3 separate regions of the Mus musculus genome follow, and all the other regions are linked to region 3. Evidence: chromatin contacts called from public HiChIP or PLAC-seq data. All regions are on one chromosome and are shown on one strand. Each heading gives the region's core, a stretch centred on a gene start, on an enhancer-like site or on the middle of the called end of the contact. The rest is flanking DNA. Distances are from core to core; before and after follow the strand shown.

Region 1 (2,700 bases), core at 44-2,543, 510 kb before region 3:
CCTCGAGGTGTGGGGTTGGGGAACCCAGTAGGTTCTCAGTGTTCTCAGTGGATCACCCCTGCTTCTCTAGTCAGGAATGTTTCTCCCCTCGTGACACTGCTAGAAGTAACCTTTCACCCCACCTCCATCCTTAGAGTCTCATCTGCTCTTTGTGTCCTCGCCACACCCACACCATCCCCCAACCCAGACATCTGTTTGATTGCCTCTAGCCTCAGAGAAGAAAAAATGTGCTCATAGTTGCAGCCCTGACTTACCGTCACGGCAGGGCAAGCTATAGGATATGGCACCTCAGTGAGGCATGTCTGCCCACATATAGAATTACCCTGAAAGTGTCTCAGTCCGCCCTGCCTGTCCACTGTTGTCACAAGTGCCCTGGTCCCTAGAAGAGAATGCGAGCCTTGGCAGGAGTTGGGTAGGTAAGTAAAACAGGCTAAGGTGGCAAATCACACCAGGGAGCCTGCCAAGTGAAGGGTTCCTCTGCCTTCTGGAACAGACAAACAAAAAGTGCCATCGAGAGCTGGCCCTGTGGGGAGAAGGCCAGCTCCTGGAAGCTCCCATCAGTTTCTAGAAGCTTTGCCTGGCTCCTCTTTAGTCAACGGCCTTGGTCCTACCTGGTTTCCCAGGCATACACACCCACACATCCACACCTTCAAATGTTAGGCCCTGGTTAACCTACAGTGCTCTGGGACTTTTCTAGGTCCCCTCCCTCAGGCCACAGGAGTCTCTGTGGTTAGATCCCTACTCCAGGTTGAGCACCTACTGGGGCGAGGCCCTCTGGAGGACAGCCCCTGTGGTTGTATGTTGTTTGTTCTCTCACCCCAGGAATGTGGTGTCCTTTCTGGCCCTCCCAGATTCCTGTGCAGGGAGTCAGCCTGACAGCATGCTGCTTGTGCCCTGTGGGGACACGTTCTGCCTCCTGTCAACGGGGCGGAGGCTGGTGGCTCGTGCTTCACTATTACAAGCTCTCCCCCAAATCCAGGCCAGGAACCTTAGAGAGGAGAGTCCTACTCCTGCTTCCCCGCCCTCCTCTGCCCCCACCCTGCTGCCCCAGGCCTGCTGGAATGTGACAGGAGTCATGGCCAGGGCATGTCCCAACAGTAGGAACACATGCTTTAGCCCGCAAGACCGCCTTCAGCCCCCAGCTCTGTAGCTCTGTTTGGGTTGATGGGGGTAGGAAGAGGTTTGTATTTTTTTTTTTTAAATGCTCAGAAAGCCACCTAGGGTTACTGTTTGCACTGATCACTGGCGGCTGCTGCCCCCATGCGGCAGCCCAGCTTATTACAGGTACGCCTCAATCCCGGGAAGCTGAGGGGACTTGGCAGCTCACTTGGCCCAGCCATTGGCAGTGGTGTGTGTAGAGCAGGCTTTGGCAGTGGGGAGCACGTTATCCAAGCGCTTGGAGATGCTGGAGCAGCCTTGGGCCTCAGCTCCCCGGGCTCGGGGTTAAATGTTTTCTCTTTTGAGCGTGTGTCGGTACTTACTTAAGCACAGTGTGCTTGTGGAGGTCATCAGGCTTTGCAGCAAGCATCGTTACCTACTGAGCCTTCTTGCCAGCCCCCCACAGTTACGGTTTATAGACTAGCGGTTCTCGGCCTCAGGGCTGGTGACCTTTGCCTTGCCACCTCCGGTATGCTGGCTGCCCTGTGTGTGGTAGGTTTAGTCGATATTCTGACTTTGACTCACCGGTAGTACCTCCCCATCTGCAGATTGTGAAAATTAAAAATGTCTCTAGACATTTGCCTGTTAACCCTGGGAGAAGCAGGGGGTAAACTCACCCTGGTTGAGAATCACTGCTCTGAACTGCTGAGGTTTGGATTTTGTTTCTCGGGTCTGCCTTCGCTCATTGGCAAGTTTATTGTACACTGTGGTACACAGAAATGGTCTCTGGGCTCATTTAGTCATTGCTAGGGGGTCTGCCGTACCATCGTCATCTTGCTCCTTTGCCAGGCCCTTTGTAGTCTCATTTGTAGTCTGCATTCCCCAGGATTCCCAGCTCTCTGTAGACTCTGAGAAGCCTAGGAGTGAATGGGACACAGACCAGTACCGGCCTATTCCAGAGCAGGGTATGTGCTGAGCGGAGGCAGCGTACGAAGTACATACATAAACACGCAGGCGTTGTTAGGGGAAGCCAGGTACTCGTTAATGCTAGCTGGTTTCCTTTTTGAGTTGATTTCACTTCATAAAGCAGGCTACTCTCAGACTATTGATCTTCCTACCTCTGTCGCTTGCTCCTAAGACCCACTGTGCTGTGGTCTCTTTGCTTACTGTTTTCTGGGAGCCTTCAGGTCCCAGACTGGACAGGCAGGCAGCTGACACCGGGTTTCCACTTTCTCCCCTTCTCTGGTTTCAGGAGCTCTTGGCTAGAGGAAGTAGAGGGGCCGTGGGATGTGGAGAGCCGAAGGCTGATTCCAGGAGAGCAGAACAGAGAGCTGCCAGCGAACAGACGGTATGTCCCGATGAGGCCTGCATTCTATACTTTGTTCTCTTCTGGGAGGCTGGTAGGTGAGCAGCCATATAGGTGCTCTCTTCCAGTGGGAGCCAGCACAGAAAGGAGGTGTGGCCAAAGGGGCTTGGCCTTTGTTGGCAGTGTCCAGAGAGCACTCTCAAGCTTGGAGACCCTTATCCAGGAGCCTGGGCTGGGTCGCTATCCCCAGACTTAGAAGATTTGTTCACAATTTATGGAAGGAAAACCTGAACTTA
Region 2 (2,700 bases), core at 141-2,640, 530 kb before region 3:
CAGATGGTCAGTAAACAAAGAAAGATTTAATATGATGTCAGATAATAATGGTCTCCATGTGAGTAAACGTTAAATGAAGCAGTTGGGTGTGTGTGTGTGTGTGTGTGTGTGTGTGTGTGACTGGGATCCTGAATGACCACAGACGTGATCATTTGAACAAGGACACACCTGTTGGTGACTCCCTAGAAGGAGAACATTCCAGCCACAGGAAACAGAAAGCCGGAAGCCTCAACATGCTTAGCAGGCCCCAGGAAAACCTGCTGCCTAACCACTGTTGTGGGCTGTGCACCTGCTATGGGACATCCACACGTGCTCTTTGACTTGAAGAGACGTTAGGGCAAAGGGACGCAGCAAGTAAAACAACAACTCTGGAACCGGAGAGGTGCTCAGCCGTGAAGAGCATCTGCTGCCCTTGCAGAGGACCCAAGGTCAGCTCCCAGCACCTACATGGTGGTTCACAACTGCCTATAACTCCATTTCCCGGTGATGCCATACCCTTTTCTGACCTCTACAGGCTCCTGCATGCACATACAGAGACGTGGGCACATACACATAAAGTAAACTCATAAATAATTATGGTACAGGATATCTGTTATAAAGTTCGGTGTAACTAGTTAGAGCCGTCTAGTAAAAGGAGCTTCAAAGAGAAGGCTTTTTGGAAGCGTTGACAGTTTAAGAATGGCAACTGAAAACTGGGCCTACCGTCTAATACCCGTAATACCAGGTGCGTCTCGATGCTTGCCTGGGCTACATAATGAATTTGAAGTCAGCCTGGGCTGACTCTCCCCTCCCTCCAAAAACAGTATAAAATTGACCTCCTGAGTGGAGGAACTGGATTGCAGATCTCAAGGCTTGATTTTCTGATAACACAAGACAATTTAAGAACCTGAAGACTTTTGGGAGAGGTGGGAAGCACGGTTGAAAAGGGTGGTAGAGACTGGGTCGTGCGTTATCTTCCGTTGAGATGAAAAGCTGGCATTTTCCTTTGCCTTGTGTGGCACCCTGAAGTCAGAAGCCAGAGGCTCTCTGTGAGTTCAAGGTACAAAGTGAGTTCACATTCCAAGGCCAGCCAATGAGGCCTGATGGGTGGGAGTGGCAATGAGAGTCGGGGTACGTGGAGGGGTGTGTTGGTATTTTTCTTTGTATACGAAGCATCTTGTATTTTTTAAGCGTTGTTCTCTATTTTTTCCCACAGTACCAGCCTTTTCCCCTTTCTCACTGTTGAGTCCTACTTCCAACACCGACTTCCTTCTTCCCTTACCAGGTCTGCAAAGGAGGAGATTCCCACTTTCCCAGCATCACCAGGAGTCCTAACGCTTTACCCCGAGGCCCCGCCCCCAGGCCCGCCCCTCCGATGACGCACGGCGCCCGGTGCGTGGGGATTCCCGCGGTCCAGGCCCCTACCCGGCCTGCCCCGCGGCAAGATGGCTGCCTGAAGGAGAGGCCCCGGCAGAAAGTTTGTTGTGGGATTTTTGAGTAGTCGCGCTGGGTGGCGAGAGTTGAGGGGGTTTGCGGAACTCTAGCATGGAGTAGAGATGGAGGGAGGGAACAGCTCCGAGGTGGAGAACTAGGATGCCAGGATGGAGGAGGGTTGGAGGCGGAAAGAAAAAAAAATGCCGATGGGGGCGGAGGGGAGGGAGCCTGGAATTTGGTGGCAGCCCTAGGGGAGGAGATGGGGCGGGGGTGGGGGGTAGCCAGAAATAGGTGTGGTTCGGCTTCTGGAGGAGCAATCGCTCACGGATTGAAAAAGTTACTTCTCTCAGAGTAAGGAAGCCTGGAGCGCGAGGCAGAGGCCTGACTCCCCCAGGCCGGTGGGAGGGGAGATGGCTCTCGTAGTCGGGAAGGGGTAGGAGTGAGATGTGGAGCGTGCAGGGCGGGTCTCCCAAGGAGGGGACCGAAGCCAGTCGTGTGACCCTCTTCCAGGCTTAGATTAGCCTTACCCATAGCCCCTATAGCAACGTCTGCCCCCATTTCAGCTTGAAGACCCAAGGGCCCCAGGGACTGGAAGAAATCACATTGCCTGCTTGGAAAGAAGAGGTAGCAACTTGCCCCAGCCCAACCCCAGAGCGGGTAAGATGGTTTGCAGAGGCAGGGTTTTGAGCGATAATCTCCCTGGGAGAGGATCCATGGATTTGGTGAATCAGTTAATCCGAGAAGTTTGCTTGCTCTTCTACAGAGGTTTTTGTTTTTTGTTTTTTTGTTTTTTGTTTTGACTGTGATCTTTAGTTGGTGTTTGGTAAGACTGCTGGCTACCTTGTGGGAGCTGGTGTAGAGTTGAGTGTTGCTTGCCTTCAGCTGTATAAACAACTCTGGGCAAGTAGACGGTCCACTAAAAATAGTCTTCCTTTCTTAATTGTTTTGTTTATTGTTTTTTGAGATAGGGTCTCACAGGGTAGCTCTTCCTGGCCTGGAACTCTCTATGCAGAGTGAGCTGAAAGTATTCTGGCGGATTCTTGTCACAAAGCAGCTCCCTGTTTGTGTTACCATGTCTTCTTCCATTTTCCCCCTCAAGTTGTCAAATGTGCCATTCTGCCTGGAAGTAGTAGACCTGCGGTGGGTGGCAGACGATGGGGAGTCACAATCAACTTTCTGATGGGGTTCACCGACGTTTAGGTCATTTCTATGAGCAGCTCCCGAATTCACTCCTGGTGCATGTCTGCTTTGGCATTTTTTTTTCCTTTTTGGTAAGAAGATGTTATT
Region 3 (2,700 bases), core at 71-2,570:
GAGTGAGTGTGCGAATGTGTGTGTGTACATGTATGAGTAAGTGTGTGTGGGTGTGTGTATCTGTGAGGGTGAGTGTGTGAGTATTTGTGTGTATGTGTGTGTTCATGTGTGTTTGTGTGTGTGTGTGAGAGAGAGAGAGAGAGAGAGAGAGAGAGAGAGAGAGAGAGAGAAAGAGAGAGAGCCCAGCTAGGCAGGAGGTCAGCTTCAATATAAGGTCCAACCTCAGGTAATCCAAGTTCCTGGTGAGTTTCCCAGAACCCACTTGGGGTTCTCCTTCCCAGCACATTACAGTTTGTAATGGTTTTTATTTGTGCAAATTGCTTGATGCCAGTCTTCCCTGAGCACCTGGCACACTTGCTGAGTGGGTAAAGACTCTAACAGCAGCGTAGCGTTCTGCCATGTCCCGTCCCTGGTACAGCATTCGCAGGTGCTCCTTGCCCAGACCTGGCCGGATCTGCCCATCTTGCCAGAACTGCAGATCAATCCCAGAGAAATTTCATCACAGTTAACCAGGAAGGTCTTTTCTCGAGGAGGGGAGGGCCTCCAGCCTCAAACAGTGCTTTCTGTTCATTGTCTACATCTGGCCAGACCTCCCGAGGGCAGAGGTCACATCTGCGTCTCAGGACTGTCCCCAACACACCCCGCTGTAGTCCGCCAGCTGTGACTCACACAGCTCCTGAGCTCTTCCTCTTTGGCCAGAGACCCACATCACTAACCACAGTAATGTAAGCTGCAGTAACCACACTTACGCGCAGAGTTTCTCCACACCAGGCCAGGGCAATGACCTTATATCGGGGGTCAGCAAGGACAGTCCTACCCGGAGGTAGAGGCATAGCCCAGATGGGCTTCCTCAGGCCTAGCGTCTAGACTTTTTCTCTCAACCGTTTGCAGTCTCTCCACTTCCCCACCAAGCAGCCTAGCAGGGACTTGATGCCCTGCTTGCACATTCATGAAGCGAAGACAAAGAGCGTTCTCTCTCTCTCTCTCTCTCTCTCTCTCTCTCTCTCTCTCTCTCTCTCTCTCACACACACACACACACACACACACACGGACACGGACACGGACACAGACACATACATGGACACACAGACACACACATGGACACATACACATGGACACACACACTCAGAGGGGGCAGTGAGTATCACCAGGGTGGCTTGGAGGGAGACAGGGAAAGTGAGCCAAGCTGTCCCGTATATCTGCCTTCCCTCACCACTAGGTCTCGGACATTCATCTGGGGAAATGTGGCGTCTGAGGATGTGGCTACAGTGGCCAGCATCTGGCGCCAGCAGAAATCCCCAAACCCGTCAGTGCCCTGTTCAGACGTGTCGCTGACCATGCACTGAGTAAGTGCTGAGAAGACACCTGTGCCTAAGGCCACACCCCTGCCTGCCCTCGGCTTCCAGACACACCCCCTCCTAGGGCTCAGGCCATTCCAGTTCTTCCTGTCCAACCCAATGAGGGTCCAGCACATCCACCCCTACAGTGGGCACCAGTAAAAGGGGAGGACAGGTACTGGGCTCCCAGCCCAGCTGTGTGCTCTAAGGAAAATTACCCAACCTCTCTGGAGTTCAACTGGCCCAACTGTAAAAAGGTCAGTTAATTAATAATTATTTATTATTTATCAGTCTACCATGAGATAAGGGTAGACGTACCTATCTTTACATGGCTGCCATTCACAATTCTGGCAGTAAACACTAAGTATCAGGAAAACCAAGACCTTGGAGAAGGGAGAAAAATCAATGTTGTTAAAAACAGGAAGATGGATGGGCTGGAAAGATGGTTCAGTGATTAAGAGCACTGTCTGTTCTTCCAGAGGTCCTGAGTTCAATTCCCAGCAACCATGGTGACTCTAAACTATCTGTAGTGGGATAGGATGTCCTCTTCTGGTGTATCCAAAAACAGGTACAATGTACTTATATACATAAAGAGAAGAAGAAAGAAGAGGAAGAGGAAGAAGAAAGATGAGGAACCTCATCTTTTTTTTTTTTTTTTTTTTTTTTAGCCAGATGCACATAAGATCAAAACTACATCCTCCCAGCTTCCCTTGCAGCTAGGTTTGGCTGGATGACTGAATTCTAATCAATGGGATATAAGAAATGTTGCTTTGCACCCTGGACTGCCCAACCATACTTGCCCTTGGGGGTTGGGGATGAGGCAGCTTGGATCAGACTCTGGGAGTGGGGAGCAGGTGAGATCGCAGTATCAAGCACCTTTATTAATTCCCAGGGAGCGCCCTTTAGACCCTCCACCATCATCCCATTGGTACCAAGCAAGTGAGTCCTCCAAGTGGCAGTTCCCCATTGGCTGTCATTGTCTGTGTCACCACTCTCTAGGCTCTCAGGCAGACTTCAGTTTGGCCCTCATGCTGAAGTTACCTGGGAGGCTGCGCAGCACCTGACTTTATGCAGAAGCAGCCACCACCTTGTCAGTGAGGCCTGCTGTTTCTCCTACAAAGAAGTAAATACAACTTCCAGGAAGTTCCTATAAAGAGAAGGGAGAGCTCCTATTTCAGGATGTCTTTGTCCTTCATGCTGGCTAGAGTGCCAGAAGCCATCTGGGAACTGTGATGACCTTGGAAGTGGAAAGCTAGTAGATCAATAAGAGACAAGACTGGGATCCTCCCAGCGCTTAACCATTGCATTACCCCAGGAGTGCTTACCTCCAGGGTTCAAGCACATGAGTGAGAACATGCATCTT

Evidence for each region. HiChIP or PLAC-seq counts read pairs in DNA pulled down with a chosen protein or histone mark.
Region 1: a FOXA1 HiChIP or PLAC-seq map of pancreatic cancer cells shows a contact between it and region 3. The contact joins two enhancer-like sites. A contact is called at or near these places in 1 of 15 datasets of contacts at CTCF or cohesin (the NIH/3T3 cell line), 1 of 484 Hi-C or Micro-C datasets (pro-B cells) and 2 of 115 datasets of contacts at active chromatin or transcription factors (embryonic stem cells and pancreatic cancer cells).
Region 2: an HNF4G HiChIP or PLAC-seq map of pancreatic cancer cells shows a contact between it and region 3. The contact joins the promoter of Tjap1 here to the enhancer-like site in region 3. A contact is called at or near these places in 2 of 39 promoter capture datasets (the C10 cell line and pre-B cells), 1 of 15 datasets of contacts at CTCF or cohesin (the NIH/3T3 cell line) and 2 of 115 datasets of contacts at active chromatin or transcription factors (embryonic stem cells and pancreatic cancer cells).

Annotation. Positions count from the first base shown.
Region 1 is chr17:46,264,629-46,267,328 of GRCm38.p6, reverse strand. Tjap1 (tight junction associated protein 1) reads left to right here. Exons shown (of 10, transcript NM_001252474.1): 3 at 2,351-2,446. Among named protein-coding and RNA genes, the nearest start is that of Lrrc73, 12 kb to the right of the region's middle. Within about 2 kb of position 1,293, at least 119 of the 459 cell types and tissues checked have an H3K27ac peak or open chromatin away from gene starts, as enhancers often do. A contact at or near this core is called in the NIH/3T3 cell line and pancreatic cancer cells, where this site is marked.
Region 2 is chr17:46,281,716-46,284,415 of GRCm38.p6, reverse strand. Tjap1 (tight junction associated protein 1) reads left to right here and starts at 1,390. Exons shown (of 10, transcript NM_001252474.1): 1 at 1,390-1,456; 2 at 1,977-2,070.
Region 3 is chr17:45,750,866-45,753,565 of GRCm38.p6, reverse strand. All of the region lies in intron 2 of F630040K05Rik (RIKEN cDNA F630040K05 gene), which reads right to left. Among named protein-coding and RNA genes, the nearest start is that of F630040K05Rik, 18 kb to the right of the region's middle. Within about 2 kb of position 1,320, at least 134 of the 459 cell types and tissues checked have an H3K27ac peak or open chromatin away from gene starts, as enhancers often do. A contact at or near this core is called in the NIH/3T3 cell line and pancreatic cancer cells, where this site is marked.